2 separate regions of the Sus scrofa genome follow, and region 1 is linked to region 2. A link is a contact called in public Hi-C data. All regions are on one chromosome and are shown on one strand. The core of a region is the stretch at or near the end of the contact, and the rest is flanking DNA. Distances in the headings are between cores, read along the strand shown.

Evidence for each region. Hi-C and Micro-C count contacts between places; a contact is called where the count stands out from the background.
Region 1: a Hi-C map of fetal skeletal muscle shows a contact between it and region 2, with 3 times the contacts expected there. The contact joins the promoter of USPL1 here to the enhancer-like site in region 2. A contact is called at or near these places in 2 of 5 promoter capture datasets (fetal liver and fetal skeletal muscle), 2 of 47 Hi-C or Micro-C datasets (embryonic fibroblasts and fetal skeletal muscle) and 2 of 2 datasets of contacts at active chromatin or transcription factors (alveolar macrophages and skeletal muscle).

Annotation. Positions count from the first base shown.
Region 1 is chr11:7,318,935-7,325,644 of Sscrofa11.1, forward strand. USPL1 (SUMO-specific isopeptidase USPL1) reads left to right here and starts at 2,253. Exons shown (of 9, transcript XM_021065545.1): 1 at 2,253-2,430; 2 at 6,145-6,310. The coding sequence starts at 6,212. It also overlaps a transcript of HMGB1 not described here.
Region 2 is chr11:7,462,686-7,469,891 of Sscrofa11.1, forward strand. No RefSeq gene overlaps it. Among named protein-coding and RNA genes, the nearest start is that of ALOX5AP, 55 kb to the left of the region's middle. Within about 2 kb of position 3,331, at least 32 of the 83 cell types and tissues checked have an H3K27ac peak or open chromatin away from gene starts, as enhancers often do. A contact at or near this core is called in fetal skeletal muscle and skeletal muscle, where this site is marked.

The DNA.
Region 1 (6,710 bases), core at 1,003-3,502, 140 kb before region 2:
GGGAACTCCTATTATTATTAAAAAAAAACCAAAAAACAACTTCATTTGATTAGATCACATTAGTTTTGTTATTTTTGGCAGAGCCTGAAGCATGTGGAAGTCCCTGGGCCAGTGACAGAACTTGCTGGGGCCACAGCCTGATCCTTAATCTGTTGCACTAAAAGAGAACTTTGTAGATCTCATTAGTTTTTAAGCGGTAAAAGGTAAACGAAATTGCTGTCCCACATTACTGAAGAGGGTATCAAGGCAATGAGCTTGAATCCTACTGGAAGGTAACTGCACTCTTTCTGGGACTAAATGTTAAAGAGAGGCATTCCAAATATACTGTTGAAGCAAAAATGTATACAATTTTCTCAGCTTAGGACCATTACTCCTATAAGCAAATGGAAAATTTTCCAGTCGACCTGTCCTGATTTCATGTTAGTACCCTTCTTTTAATCTTATAAAGTTTTATATGACTTTTCCTACTATTTAAAAAGGGAAAAGCTGTGGAATCAAAACACAGCACACACTAAAATCCATTCTTTTCTTTCCACAACCCAAGCCCCACCTCCATTTTATTTCTATTTTTTGTTACTATACATATTTTTTCCCTAGCAAAATAATCAAATTTGCACAAAAAGATTACAAATAAACTTTGCAGACAACAATGTTTGATATAATTCAGTTTGGTGATGTTGATTTTCCTCTTTAAAATTTTAGGTTAATTTTGACGGAATCAATTATTTTGTTCAATGGAATAAACATTCGGCAAATGTTTTTATTACAAAATAGAGTGTATTCTATTCTAAAAATGGAAATAGCAATGTTGAAAGAGAAAAATCTGGGTCTTCGCTACTATTTCAGGACGAAATGCTACATTCTCATATTTTCATCATAATTCATCAAAATAAAAAACCTAATTAGCAAGATCTTACAACAAATATACCAGCACATTAGTAATCTAGTACAACAAAAAGGTAAACAAAAGCTATTTTTCAGTCTAGCGAAAAACAAAACAAACTCCCTGTTGGATTTCTTGGCTATCTGCATTCAGAAGTACGGAAAACTGAACTCCTCAGTGAAGAATTCCTTGGTACACGGGACCTACTTCCTCTACCCTATCAAAATTTTCAGCAGTATTCCAGAATATAACGATTTAGTTTGGGACCAATAATAAAAAAGCCCCATAGTCCAAAATGCCAATAGTGGTTCTTCTGTACTGAAACGGTCAGAAACTACATATTGTTATTCCTGGACACAGAACCAATCGAGCGAAGGACTTCTGGAATATGCTGCCCGCAAGATTCAGAATGCAGACTCAGAAATAGCACACGAGATCACGATGTCCCCTAAGCCACATGACCTTCCTATGAAAGCAGAGCCTTAAACTTATAGACTACACGACAACTCCCCCTTTCCCTGAGTTAAAACAAGGCAGGGCAGCTGACAAGAGTGCAGCAGGGACCCTCCGGCTACTGATAAGTAAGAAAGGGTCCTGGCGCTCAAAGTCCCTGCGCTTTGGCTACTCCCCTTACCGTTAGAAGATCTGGGAGGGAGCAAAGGAGGAGAAACACCCAGAATCCTGGTGGAAAAGCCCCTGGCCTCGCAGATGGGGTTTAGGGAGACAGGGAGGGGCAGCTCCGTGTGTGGTGACCCTTTGTGAACACGCAATGTGGCAGCTCGGCTCCCACTGAGGCTTTAGGAGAGCGAACTACGGGGGCCTTGCGCAGCCCGCCGTCGAGGAGACCTCGTTGCTGCAGGGGGGCGCCGGCCAAGAGCCTCCATCACACCCTCCGCCTGCTGGGTAGCCCTTCCTCCTCGCCCGCCCGGCCACCCACCCAAGTCACTCAAGGGCGCATCAGCTTCCGACCCGGGCTCGCATCGCTAGTGCGCAACGGGACGCGCGCCTGCCTCTTAGCGTAATCCCTCCGCTGCCGGCTGCGCACTAGTTTTAATCACGCCCCACCCCCTGGTCGCTGGCGTCACCTCCACCACTCAAGCGCTTTCCATCAGCTTCCAGAAATGTCGCCTCCCCAAACCCAGCCACTCACAGAAGGCGGACTCTGCAGGCACCGGCCCCGCCCCTGAAGCTGCGGCTGCGGCTGCCAGCCGGGTGATTAAGGTATTAGGGTAGAGTTACAGCCCCGCCTCTCTGCGGAGGCCGGCCGGAAGTGTTCCGTTCCTCATCCTCCCCGCCACACTTACGTCCTTCCAGGCCCCGCGCGGAGCAGGAAGGGGAACTTTTTAGCGGCGGACTCTAGCCGGAAGCTGCTTTCCTAGCGGAGGGGCCGGTGGGGGAGGAGCAGGCAGGGTGGAACGTGGGTTGAACGTTGCACTCGTGGTGTGGAGCTCAGGCTGGAACAGGAGTTTGGAGGAAGCTGGTACGAAGAAGTGGAGAGTCCGCTGAGGATAAAAGAGCAGACGGAATAGTTTCCTTCGGCTGCCGAAGTAAGGAAAAGGGACAGAGCTGGGCGACCCATGGGATAGTCGGCTCGCCGAAAGGATGGGCTAAGCTGGGAGGGGGAAAGGGTGGGACTAGGTTTTGGTGGGAAGGTTTGGTGATTAAGGTATTAGGGTAGAGTTACAGATACGTTTGCACTCAAGAGAGGTAAAAACTGAAGAGAAACCAGAGGTCCCCCCCCTCCCCCGCCCCAAAGAGCATGGAGATGGGGAGAGTTAACAGAACCTTGCGCCTCCTCGGGTTTCCAAGATTGGGTTTCGAAACTGTCGTCTGTTAGTCTGTGATTCAGGACTGCTGGGTTGGGTACCAAATAGGTCTGGGCGGCGAAAGCCGACCCCATTCCTCGGTTTCAAGTCTGTTGTGGCCTCACCTTTGACAGTTCGTTTGCTGAGCCCACCTGGTCTTGGAGGGAAAGCTTCGAACAGACGGTTCTCTGGGTTTCCCCATTTTGCACACGGGCTGTGAGTTAAGCTTAATTGCTTCTTTCACTATCCCCAGGGCCAGATTTACACTTTCGTTGTGCTGTGACTGGGTCCATACTGGTCTAGTAATTCACACGCAGGCTTCTGGAGCATAGTCGAAGTAATGAAGCGGGGAGAGGTCAGGAAAAAGATGCTGGAGGTGAAATGGAGTAGAGGAGAAGACTGGAAAGCCATTGGTGTCAGTTCAGTGAGCTTTAGGTCATAGCACTACCTTTAGGTTGTACTGAGCTGTTTGGATTTTCCCATGATCAGAGTGAAGTCAGTAGATGGTTTTAAGCTGAGCAGCAGCAGACTCCAGACTTGTTTTATAGAAGCATCACTTTGGCAGTGATACAGAGTGAGGATGGGATGGAAAGAGAGGTGGAGATTTGAGATGCTTCCAAAGAACTATCCATAGAATTTGATGTTTTTCACTAAATGATGAAGAGGGAAATGAAAGAGTAAAGAACCGCTCAAATTTTCTAGTATGCGTGTTTGTAAGAATGGAGGTGCCAAAGTATATATGAGAGAGAAGGAGAGGAGCAGGTGATTTTTGAAGAGAGGACAACGAAAGCAGTCATTTAAGGCCAAATAAAGTTGTAAGAATCACTCCAGGGTTTTGTACATAGAACACAGTAAATCGTATTTGGAAGAACTGAATAGCCAGCCTCTGGTATTTTTAATTAAAGTGAATTTTCTTTTGGGGGTTCTGCATATTCAGGATTTCAACCACCAACCTACCTGTTTTTACCATTGAAATGTGGGATGATGGGATTAGGAGAGCAGATTTGAAGGCTCTTGTTTTACTTAGAGAAGTTGTAGGGAGGAGCAGAAACCAGATGGAAAAGTTTTCTTAATCCCATCAAAAACAATTTATTCAAGATACATAGCTTCTCAGCTTTTCTTTTGAGAAAACTGCAGAATGATACAAGATGAGTATTTTCTTTTTCTTTTCTTTTTTTTTTTTTGTCTTTTTGCCATTTTTTGGGCCACTCCCGTGGCATATGGAGGTTCCCAGGCTAGGGGTCGAATCGGTGCTGTAGCCACAGCCTACAGCAACCTCATGGTTCCTAGTCAGATTCGTTAACCACTGAGCCACGACGGGAACTCCACAAGATGAGTATTTTCTGCAAAAAGTATAAAATTAGTTCTAAACAAATAGTAAAATTTCCTACATGTCGGGTGCTAAGCATTTTACATGTTATTGCATATAATTCTTTTTTTTTGTCTTTTTGCCTTTTCTAGGGCTGCTTCCCCGCGGCACATGGAGGTTCCCAGGCTAGGGGTCTAATCTGAGCTGTAGCTGCTGGCCTACGCCAGAGCCACAGCAACGCAGGATCCTAACTGCGTCTTCGACCTGCACTGCAGCTCAAGGCAATGCCGGATCCTTAACCCACCGAGCAAGGCCAGAGATCGAACCCTCAAGCTCATGGTTCCTAGTCGGATTCTTTAACCACTGTGCCACGACTGGAACTTCTGCATAATTCTTAAAACAAACTAATTTTACAAGTAAATTTCTGAACCAAAAGCCCATACTTTTAGTCATTCTGGAACCGTAGAAGTGGACTCTTTCCTGTAAATAGAACCAGCCAAAGATAACAAATTGGTGTTGCCTGTGAGCAGCTTAAAAAGAAAACATTAGCACCAAACTTGTTTTTACCCTTTTGGCAGTGGTTTTTTTTTTTTTTTTTTTAATCTCTTTTATTTTATTTTTTATTATGCAATGAGTTTTATTACATTTATAGTCATCATCACAACCCAGTTTTATAGCATTGGCAGTGGTTCTTAATTGGGCAAATTTGCCCCCCTTGTGGGCTGGAGTTGGGAAGTTTGGCAGCACCTAGAGATGTGGTCACAACTGAGGGGTGGGTGCTGTTGACATCTAGCAGGTAGAGGTCAGTGATGCTGCTAAACATCCTCTTAATGCACAGGGCAGCCCTGGAAAAGAATTATCTGGTCCAAAATGTTGATGATCCTGTGGTTGAGAAACCCTGCTTAAGGACTTTTCTTCAGGAATAGCAAATTGGGAAGTTTCCGTCGTGGCTCAGCGGAAACGAATCTGACTAGCATCCAGGAGGATGCAGGTTTGATCCCTAGCCTTGCTCAGTGGGTTAAGGATCTGCCTTTGCAGCTCCCGACGTCTAGCCTGGAAACCTCAATATGCCTCGGGTGCAGCCCTAAAATGACCAAAAAAAAAAGAGGAAAAGCAAATTGAGATCCCCCTATAACTTTTCTAAAAAACATTTTTTGGAGTTCCCTTGTTGCTGAGCAGGTTAAGGATCTGATATTGTCCCTGCTGTGGCATGGGTTTGATCTCTGGCCCCAGAACTTCTCCATGCCACAGGCACAAACAAAAAATAAAAAAATAAAAAGGATTTTTATTTCTGAAATTATCCCTTGGCTTGAAGTGTGTGTCAAGTTCACATACCTGAAAGAGAGTAGCGTGACTATTTTCTGAAGTGAATCTGTGAGCCCCAGTTTCCCAGAAGGTGATTATAGAGTCATAGATTCTTACATTTGGGAAAGACTTTGGCTTGAAAGTCTTTTACACTATCCCTGTGAAATGGTGAATCACTCTGCTTAAGTTTTCCTTTATCTGGTTTTCCTTGTATTTTAAATCCATATCTAAACCAGACTACACTCAAAACACACTCATTACATCTGTAAATTGTACTATGAGGGTGTTTATATTTTCGTTCTGTTACAGATTACTTAATATGGAATAGTATTTTGTTGGCAGCTTTTGAATAGTAGCAATGTTCTCAGTTGGTGTTGTATTTCCTGGTAGTTGAAAGCGGTAGGAATTTATGTGGTTCTTTCGTCGTTTTCAAGTAATGGCACAATGGATATGGGTTTTTTAAAAGACTTTCATAGTATAATGCTTATGTATTTGTTTCAAATTGTGCACAAACTAAGAACTTAGGTTTTCAAACTCTGGTCAATGTATGTAAATAGTAGCTACCTCTGTTACAAGTTGTGATAAATTTGCTTACATGTGAATTTATTGTGAAGACTAAGCCTTTTGCCAGTTTATGACTTCTTCCCACGAATTTGCTAGATTTATAAATAAATTTAGGTATTTTGTTTTACTTCAAGATTACAATTTCAGAATGCGTTTAACCTAAGACAAATAGTTCTCAAAATATGCTTAATATATGATATATCTTATAAAGTAGAATAGCTCTTTTTCAAAGTAAATAGGATTTTTATTTAATTGTCTATTGACTTTTTTTTTTCCAGGGTTCATTGAAAAATCCTTAGTGATATTGACATGTTTCAAGTGACATAAATTAGCCAATGACTCGGAATGATGGATTCCCCGAAGATTGGAAATGGTTTGCCAGTGATTGGACCAGGGCCTGATATAGGGATATCTCCACTCCACATGGTGGGGTATTTGGGAAAAGTTAGTGAACTTATTTTTTGCCTCAGTGCAAAGTTGGATTTTTCCCCCCTCCTATTTTTAGACTTATATTTGATTTTAATTTTACCAATTAATTTCTAAAAAATTATATCTTCCATGGAAATCTTACAGTAATGGCGAAAGATTATGTTTACCTCTCTATGTTTTATTGATATGTGAAAGTAGAAATAAAACATAGACCTTCTGGTTTACTGTTTGACAATATTGAGCATATTTTCAATGGCAGTTGACATTACTTTATTCCTTGCAAATAAAACTGATGCTGTTCTTAACATTTAAATTAATATTTAAAACTAGAATATGTTCTTTTTGGAACAATAGCTATATGTAAAGCTTATATGCATTTCTTTTATTTGCCATCTTTAAGATAATCCTGCCAGAA
Region 2 (7,206 bases), core at 2,081-4,580:
CAAATGGGCAATTATGACACTGCAGAAAAGGAGCGTAAACCAGGAGGGAACCAGCAGACTGTACTCATCACCTGGGGCTGTAGGGAGCCTGGGCACCGAGCTGTGCAAGCAAGAACTGTGCCTGCAGATAGGGCTGCGAGTGATCCAGGGAACAGAGGCTGGAAGGGTCTCCTGGGGCTGGTGCACCCTGAGGTCTGTGTGAGGAGCGGATGGAGGATGCTCGGGTCAGGGGGTGGGGATGAGGGGGACGTTGGCTCTACTCTCTTTAACTTGGCTTCCTGGACTCTGGTCACCGGAGGCAGCCCCTTCACCCTGCATTGCTCTATTTTCTTTAGTCTCTGATGGTTTTCCATTCCCTTGCATCTTAATGAATATATACCTTGAGATAAGGCAGAGTGTATTTGCCCAGTGGGCATCCGGGAGACCTCAGGAAGTGGTTTGGCATTGACCTGGGAGAGACCTGGAGGCCTCCCTGTCAATATCAGCCTTCTCTCTGTCTCTGAAGGTAAGTTACTGAGGAGGCCGCAGGGACAAAAAGAGCAGCACTGACTGCCTTTCCTTGTAGGTGGAGCTCCCGGCTCTGACGTCATCTTCTAGCCCCCTCGTTTTCTGAGCAGATCTTTTAACCTCTTTGAACTGTTGTTTCTTGGTGAAAATCGTAAGAGTCCCTTCTCTGGCTGTTGTAAGGATTAAAAGATTCAATACAGACAGTCCCCGACTTATGATGGCTTGACCTAGGATTTTTCATCTTTATGATTGTGTGAAAGCATTATGCATTCAGTAGAAAATGCACTTCCAGTCTTGAATTTGGATTTTTCTTGGTCTCGCGATGTGTGGTCCCATCCTCTCTCATGCCACTGGGCAGTGGCAGTGAGCATGGCTCCCGTCAGCCACACAATAACGAGGAGAAACAACTGATACACTTACAACCATTCCGGACCCAGCCAGACACTCTGTTTTTTACTTTCAGTACAATATTTGATCGATTATATGAGCTAGTCAACACTTTATTATGAAATAGGTTTGGTGTTAGATGATTTTGCTCAACCATAGACTGATTTAAGTGGGCTGAGCATGTGGAATGGGCTGGGCTGAGCTGTGATGTTTGGTAGATGGGGTGTATTAAGTGCATTTTGACTGAAGATATTTTCAGTTTACTATAACCCCATCGTAAGTCTAGGAAGACCTGTGTGTACAAAGTTCCTAGCTTAGCTCCTGGAGTTTAATGGGCACATGAGAAACCTGCCAATTCCCATCAGTGGAAAATTTTGCCCAAGGGAAGCTTTAATTACAGTTCCTTTCTCTCTCTCCCAATTCAAGGATTTGCTTCCAAGACAATTAACAGGCCACAGAATTCTGCCACCTCGCAGCCGCTGGTGGCCAACAGACTCTGGTACTGACAGCTCTCAAAGCTGGGACAGGTAGGCAGGGACCAGCGTGTGGCTCCACGGTGTCCAGGGCTATACAAAACGTGCAGAAATATTTACTGTGCACAGAGTCACCCCAGCGTGGTGGGGCTTAGCAGGAAATCCAAGAAGCAAGATGGCTTTGGCATCACCTGCTCCTAGCCTGGCGGACCATATACCTTAATGGGAGGTATCATCGACAGACTGGGCAACCATTGCTTTAAAAATTAACAATAATTATCTCCCCTCCAACTCAGGAATAAATATCAGGTGGGACAGATCGGGTGTCAAACTTAGGCAATTAGAATGGGTCCCTGGTACCAGTTCCCTAAGTGTCCAGGTACCTATGTTCCTGGCGTGGATGCCTGGTGAGAAAGATGGGGAGGCACAGACGTATTTCAACACCAGCCAAGCACCTGGCATGAGCTTCAGCTCAATGCTGCAGGAGTATTATCTTTATTGCTGTTATTATTATTTCTCTTTTTCCGATAAGAAAATCCCTGGCTCAGAGAGGGGAGTAACATGCCTAAGGCGCTAGAGCTGTGAGAGGCAGAACCAGGGCTTGGCTCCTGGCTTCTTGCCCCCACAGGCATGGCACACGAATGTTCCAGCATCCTTTTGAAAGTTTCCTTGAGATGAGTCTCAAGGGGTCTCTTGATGGCTTCATGTGACAGTCAGAGGGAGGGGTTTCTTGCTGCTGAAGGCAGCCCAGATCCTGGGGTCTCTGTAAGTTTCCTCCAGAGATAGTTCATGGCAGCTTCTCTAGGGATACAAAGAAGAGAGGGCCAGATCCAGCGCCAAACAAGCAGCCAGGGGGACCAAGGCCATCACCAGGGTAGCCAAAATCCAGGCTATTGAGGATTTTCTGGAGGGATTCAAAGCCTCTCTTGAGTCCTATCCAGGGGCACAGAGGTAAAAACAACAGCAGCGCACACCGGAAGATTTCAGAGTCCAGAGGGGAGTCAGGCATGGGCTGCTGCCCTTCACTGGGAGGGCACGCCTTGGGGGTCCCCCGCATCCTCCAGGCAGTGTCCCTCCCAGCGAGCCCAGTATTTCTACACCTGGAAGGAAAGTCTGCTCAGACCATTGCAGGAGCCCAGGAGCAAAGCCTGTCTGGGGGGCCCAGAGGCTGGTGCCAAAACCCTTTAAGTCTCTTCCTTGTATCAAAGACCTGTCGTCCCTCCAACTCCTGGGCAGATCCTGATTTTTAGGTGGTGGGGCTGGTGGGGGAGGGTGGGGGAAGAGTCTGCATTTTCCTGGTGATTTTGATATGGGAGGTCCGTGGGCCATCATTTGAGAACTGCTGCTTTTCCTGCCAACACACCTTCCACTGTGCCTCCTTTGGCCCCATCAATACTTAAAGACATCTGTAGCCTCAGGGAACTTTCTAGAAAAAAAAGATTCCACACTGGAGTCAAGAAGAGTCTTCCTAGCCTCACGGTGGAGCTATAGGGGGTGTGTTCAGGCCCAGGGAGAGGACTGTTCATGCCACTCCGCCCAGGGAGCAGTCAGTGCCCCTACTAGGAAGAGTGTCCCTCTCCTGCCCCAGAGCCCAGACAGGGCGGCCTGGGCTAACCCGGGAATGGACGGGAATGGACAGGCACGTGCTCAGAGCAGGGCGGCTCCCTGCAGCCTGCTGGCCCTGAAGGGGCTAAGGATCTGCCTGGAACCCAGGATTCCAAGGAGTAACACGAGCACTGGGAAAACAGGGCCCTTTCTGGCTGGCGCTCTGGGCACCCCAGCTCTGGAGCTGCCCCCAGGGGGGGGCTGGGAAGAGGTTAGCCGGCACCCTCAGAATGAAGAGCGCACGCACGCACGCACGCACGCAGGGAGGAGAGATGGGTCTGCACTGCACAACACTTCTGAATGTTCTGGAAAGGAAAATAAAGTAAGTGCGTGAGGTAGTGACGGAGGTATTCAAAATATTTCCCTTTAAAGCTGGAGAACGCGTTCTTCCTCCTGCTTCCCTTTAGGCCCTTGTGGCTCTCCTCATCTTCCAGGGTTGTAACCACTGTCTCAGCAGTGACTCTAGAAAACTCCATTAGGCCCTTTCTTTAGGAAGGGAATTAATGACTTTGAAAATTTAGTGCTTTGTAAACACAGGAGGGAAAGCATTTCCCCCAGGCGCGCAGATTCCTTGGCAGCGAAGGGAGACTGGATGGGAAAGTAAATGTTTCCAGCCTGTCGAGAGGCCCCCACACCAAACACTGTCTGCTTCTTGTAAAGCCCGGCCCCACAGCGCTTCGGTGCTCAAAAATCCTGAAAAAGGAAGCCCGGAGAAAGCAAAAGAAACAGGAGCCACGGAGAACAAGACCGGTCTGATGAGCTGCAAAAAACCGAAAACCAAACCAAAACAAAACCGTCAGGCAAAACTTTCTAATGTCAATGCATAGTAAAAGTGTGTGTCCTTGGCGAGTCTAGCTTTTGACCTGAATTAGAGAAATCAGTTGTTTACACAGCCAAACCCACAGACTAATTACCGTCTTTGTTCTTTTGAACTTTTAGGCCTGGCCAGTGACATAAAATCCTTGGAAGTAAAAAAAACCTCACAGGACAAACATGCAGCAGTAAGCATGGGGATCAGGACGGCGGGCTGAATTGCTGGCATCCGTACAAGTTAGTAACACCAGGGGGAGGGGAGGTGGGGGAGAGGGTGGGGAGGGGGCTCGTTTGATAAAATAACGACATTCCAGGCGCTTTCCCAGAGAAGTTTCCTGGGCCTCCAAGTCTTTCTCCTTCAAAGCGGCCTTTCCCAGAAACTAGCCTTTTCCTGCCTCTTTATTCCCTCCTTGAGAAAACCACAGAAACATCATTTCAGCAAATCCTTGCATCTTTGAAAGTTGGCCAGTCCCATGTGGGGACCAGAGGATGAAGCTGCCAAGCCTACCCAGGGATTCACTCGTTCTCCCCCAGTGTTTTGGTTTGGTTGTGTGAACTCATTTATTCATTTAACAACAGTCTCAAGTGCTTCGGATTTGGGGGGGCGAGTCTTGGAGATTCAGGATTTGAGGCCTTCAAAGAGTGCCTCAATATTTGTCATAGCAACAACAGCTGAAAAAGTGTATTACTTTGGGGAGCACGACTTCTTTGAGTCAAACTGTCATGGCTTTCTCTTTGTTTCCTAATGTGTTTCTAAGGCTCCAGCCAAACTAGTGAACTGGAATTGCTGGGGGTCTTCCGGGCCTCGGAGCTCGGGATGACCCTTCCTGTTATTTTAACACCATTAGGAATTTAATAGGTCTTTGCCAAAAAGCCAGGAAACCATTTTTAATAGGATGGTAAGCCAATTTAAAATTAAAAAAAAAAAAAAAAAAGAATGCCGCCTAAGTCCTCTGAGAAGTTGAGTACACTTTCTTGATGTTCGAAAAATCAGAAAAATTAGGCTTTGTGGATTGCATAAAAAAGAGAAAAGTCCAGAAAATGCAACTTGGAGGTGCCCAAATCAAACCAAGCTTAAGCAAAATTCAAGGTGCTGGTGAGCAGGTAGTATTGGAAAATGTCACCACTCAGGCAGGCTGGCAGAGAATCTTAAAATCCTCTGTTCTCGCAAGGGATTACAGACTACAAATACTCAGGACCCTTTGACTTAACGCTATGCCACAGAAAGAATGCATCAGATGTCTATTTTATTTTATTTGCATTTTACTCTGTTTCACAAAGAATTTAAGGGAGTTTACAATGGAGACACAAAATACGTTTAATATATAACTGAAAATAGGAGCAAGAGAAAAAGAAAAGATAAGGGTGGTGACATAGAGCGGAGCCAAGAGTGAAGTGAGGAAAAAAATAAAAAGTACGCTGTGAGGCTTATCTTAGACGGCCCTCCAACGGACCACAAATCTGGCACCAGGAGTTAATGAAGAAAGGGAGACTGAAGTGTGTTTAACACAAAAGTGATCCATTTCTTGGGTGATCACTATTGCTAGAACCAAGGAACTGCAGCATTTCGCCCATCTGTGTAATGTACTAAGCCCCAACCTTAATAGCATCCTGTAACCGACCTGCCTCCAGTAGTTCAGAATTTAGAGCTATGGGACTTGCTTAGGGCTTCAAGTCACCTAGACCTGGGCACAGGCTTATTCAATTTGGATCCATGTACTTTGGTCCAGACAATGGCATCTTCCAGAATCTGCCCTACAGATGAAATAGACAGTACAGAAGATATCACCAGTAACTGTGTTTTTCAACCCGCACTTTGTAAGGAAAGTCCTGACCACATGCGTATCCACTATGGGATGAATGAGAAAAATAGGAATCAAAGGTCACCTGATGTGAGGGGAGTATTGGTCAAAACCCCAGCCTTCAGCTTGTCTGGGGATTGGGTGGGATTCCGAGGTAGTCAGACACACTTGAGATCCACCCTAGGTCAATCTACAAGCCGCGGAGACCGGAATGGGCGGTTTGATATTTTTAATGGTAACTACGCTATATATTCAATCCCTTAGATGTTTTCCCCCTCTGGTCACATTAAACGTGTTTAATTGATGCTGCCTGGAAGCTTCTTCATGTTAGAGGATAAATAAGCCGTTCTCTTTGATAGAAGCCCGGAGCTTTCCCTAGGAGGAGGGCACTTGGGATCAGCCTTCTCATTAAATGGCAATTAAACGACCGGTTTCCTCGCCCGGTGCCTGGCTCCCGCGCTCCGGGTAGGGAAGGGCGGACGCGCCATCTAGTGGCCGCTCCCAGAACGTCCCCCACGGGCGCGCTCCTGAGGATTGCTCGTGGCGCTCTGGGCATGGGAGGCACCGGCATTCCAGAGGTTAACCAAGAGCTGGCTGGATCTCATTCTCCTTCCAGCCTGACTGAACCTTTCCGTGAAGGTGGTTGCAAAGGGGCCTGGGCTGCCGATAGGCAAGAAACCCAGTTTAAAAAGATGCGGCGTACCCTCCCTGCAGTGCAGTGTGCCTTTGCCGCAGTAGCCTCCCTGCTGCAGACCCGTGGTCCCTCTGCATCCCTGGGCTACAGGTCTCTCTACTGCCTTCGCAGCGGAAGCCCCCGGACGCCCAGGCCGGCCCTGCCTCCCTTAACTTCCCACTGCTTCTGCGCTCTGACGCTGGCAGAGTTCTCCTCGTCCTCCGCTGTGCAGAGTTCCCCTGGCAACTCAAAGAATCTCACTTTCCTGGTCTTCTGGGCCTTGGAGCTCAAGGATGACCCTTCCTACTATCTCAACATCGTTATAAATTTAACAGGTTTTTTCAAAAAATCCCAGGAACCATTTATTTATATATTTATTTATTTATTTTGTCTTTTTAAGGCTGCACCCTGGGGCATATTGCGGTTCCCAGGCTACGGGTCTAACTGGAGCTGTAGCCACCGGCCTACACCACAGCAACTTGGGATCCAAGCCTCGTCTGCGACCTACACCACAGCTCATGGCAGTCTCAGATCCTTAACCCACTGAGCAAGGCCAGGGATCGAACCCGCGTCCCCATGGATGCTAGTTGGGTTCGTTAACTGCTGAGCCATGACAGGAACTCCCTGGGAACCATTTATAACAGACTTTCCATGAGAAATGTATTCCAAATATATCCCAAATTTTAAACAACCAATGTGTACACAATCTATTCATAAGATAAGGACTTCCCTGTCTATAACTCCTCCGGTCCAGCATCCCCCTCGTTCTCTTCCTCAGGTCAAGATCAGGGCCCAGGACACTGGGATCCCAGATTTACTCAGTCATGGGTGGGGGAGGGGGCCCAGCTTGGCTTCGGCTGGGCCACCTGTAGGATTTGGATCTGTCTGGGCCAGTCTGATGGGCTGTGGAGTGGACCAACCAGGAGCCGTGGGTAGTGGCTGCCCA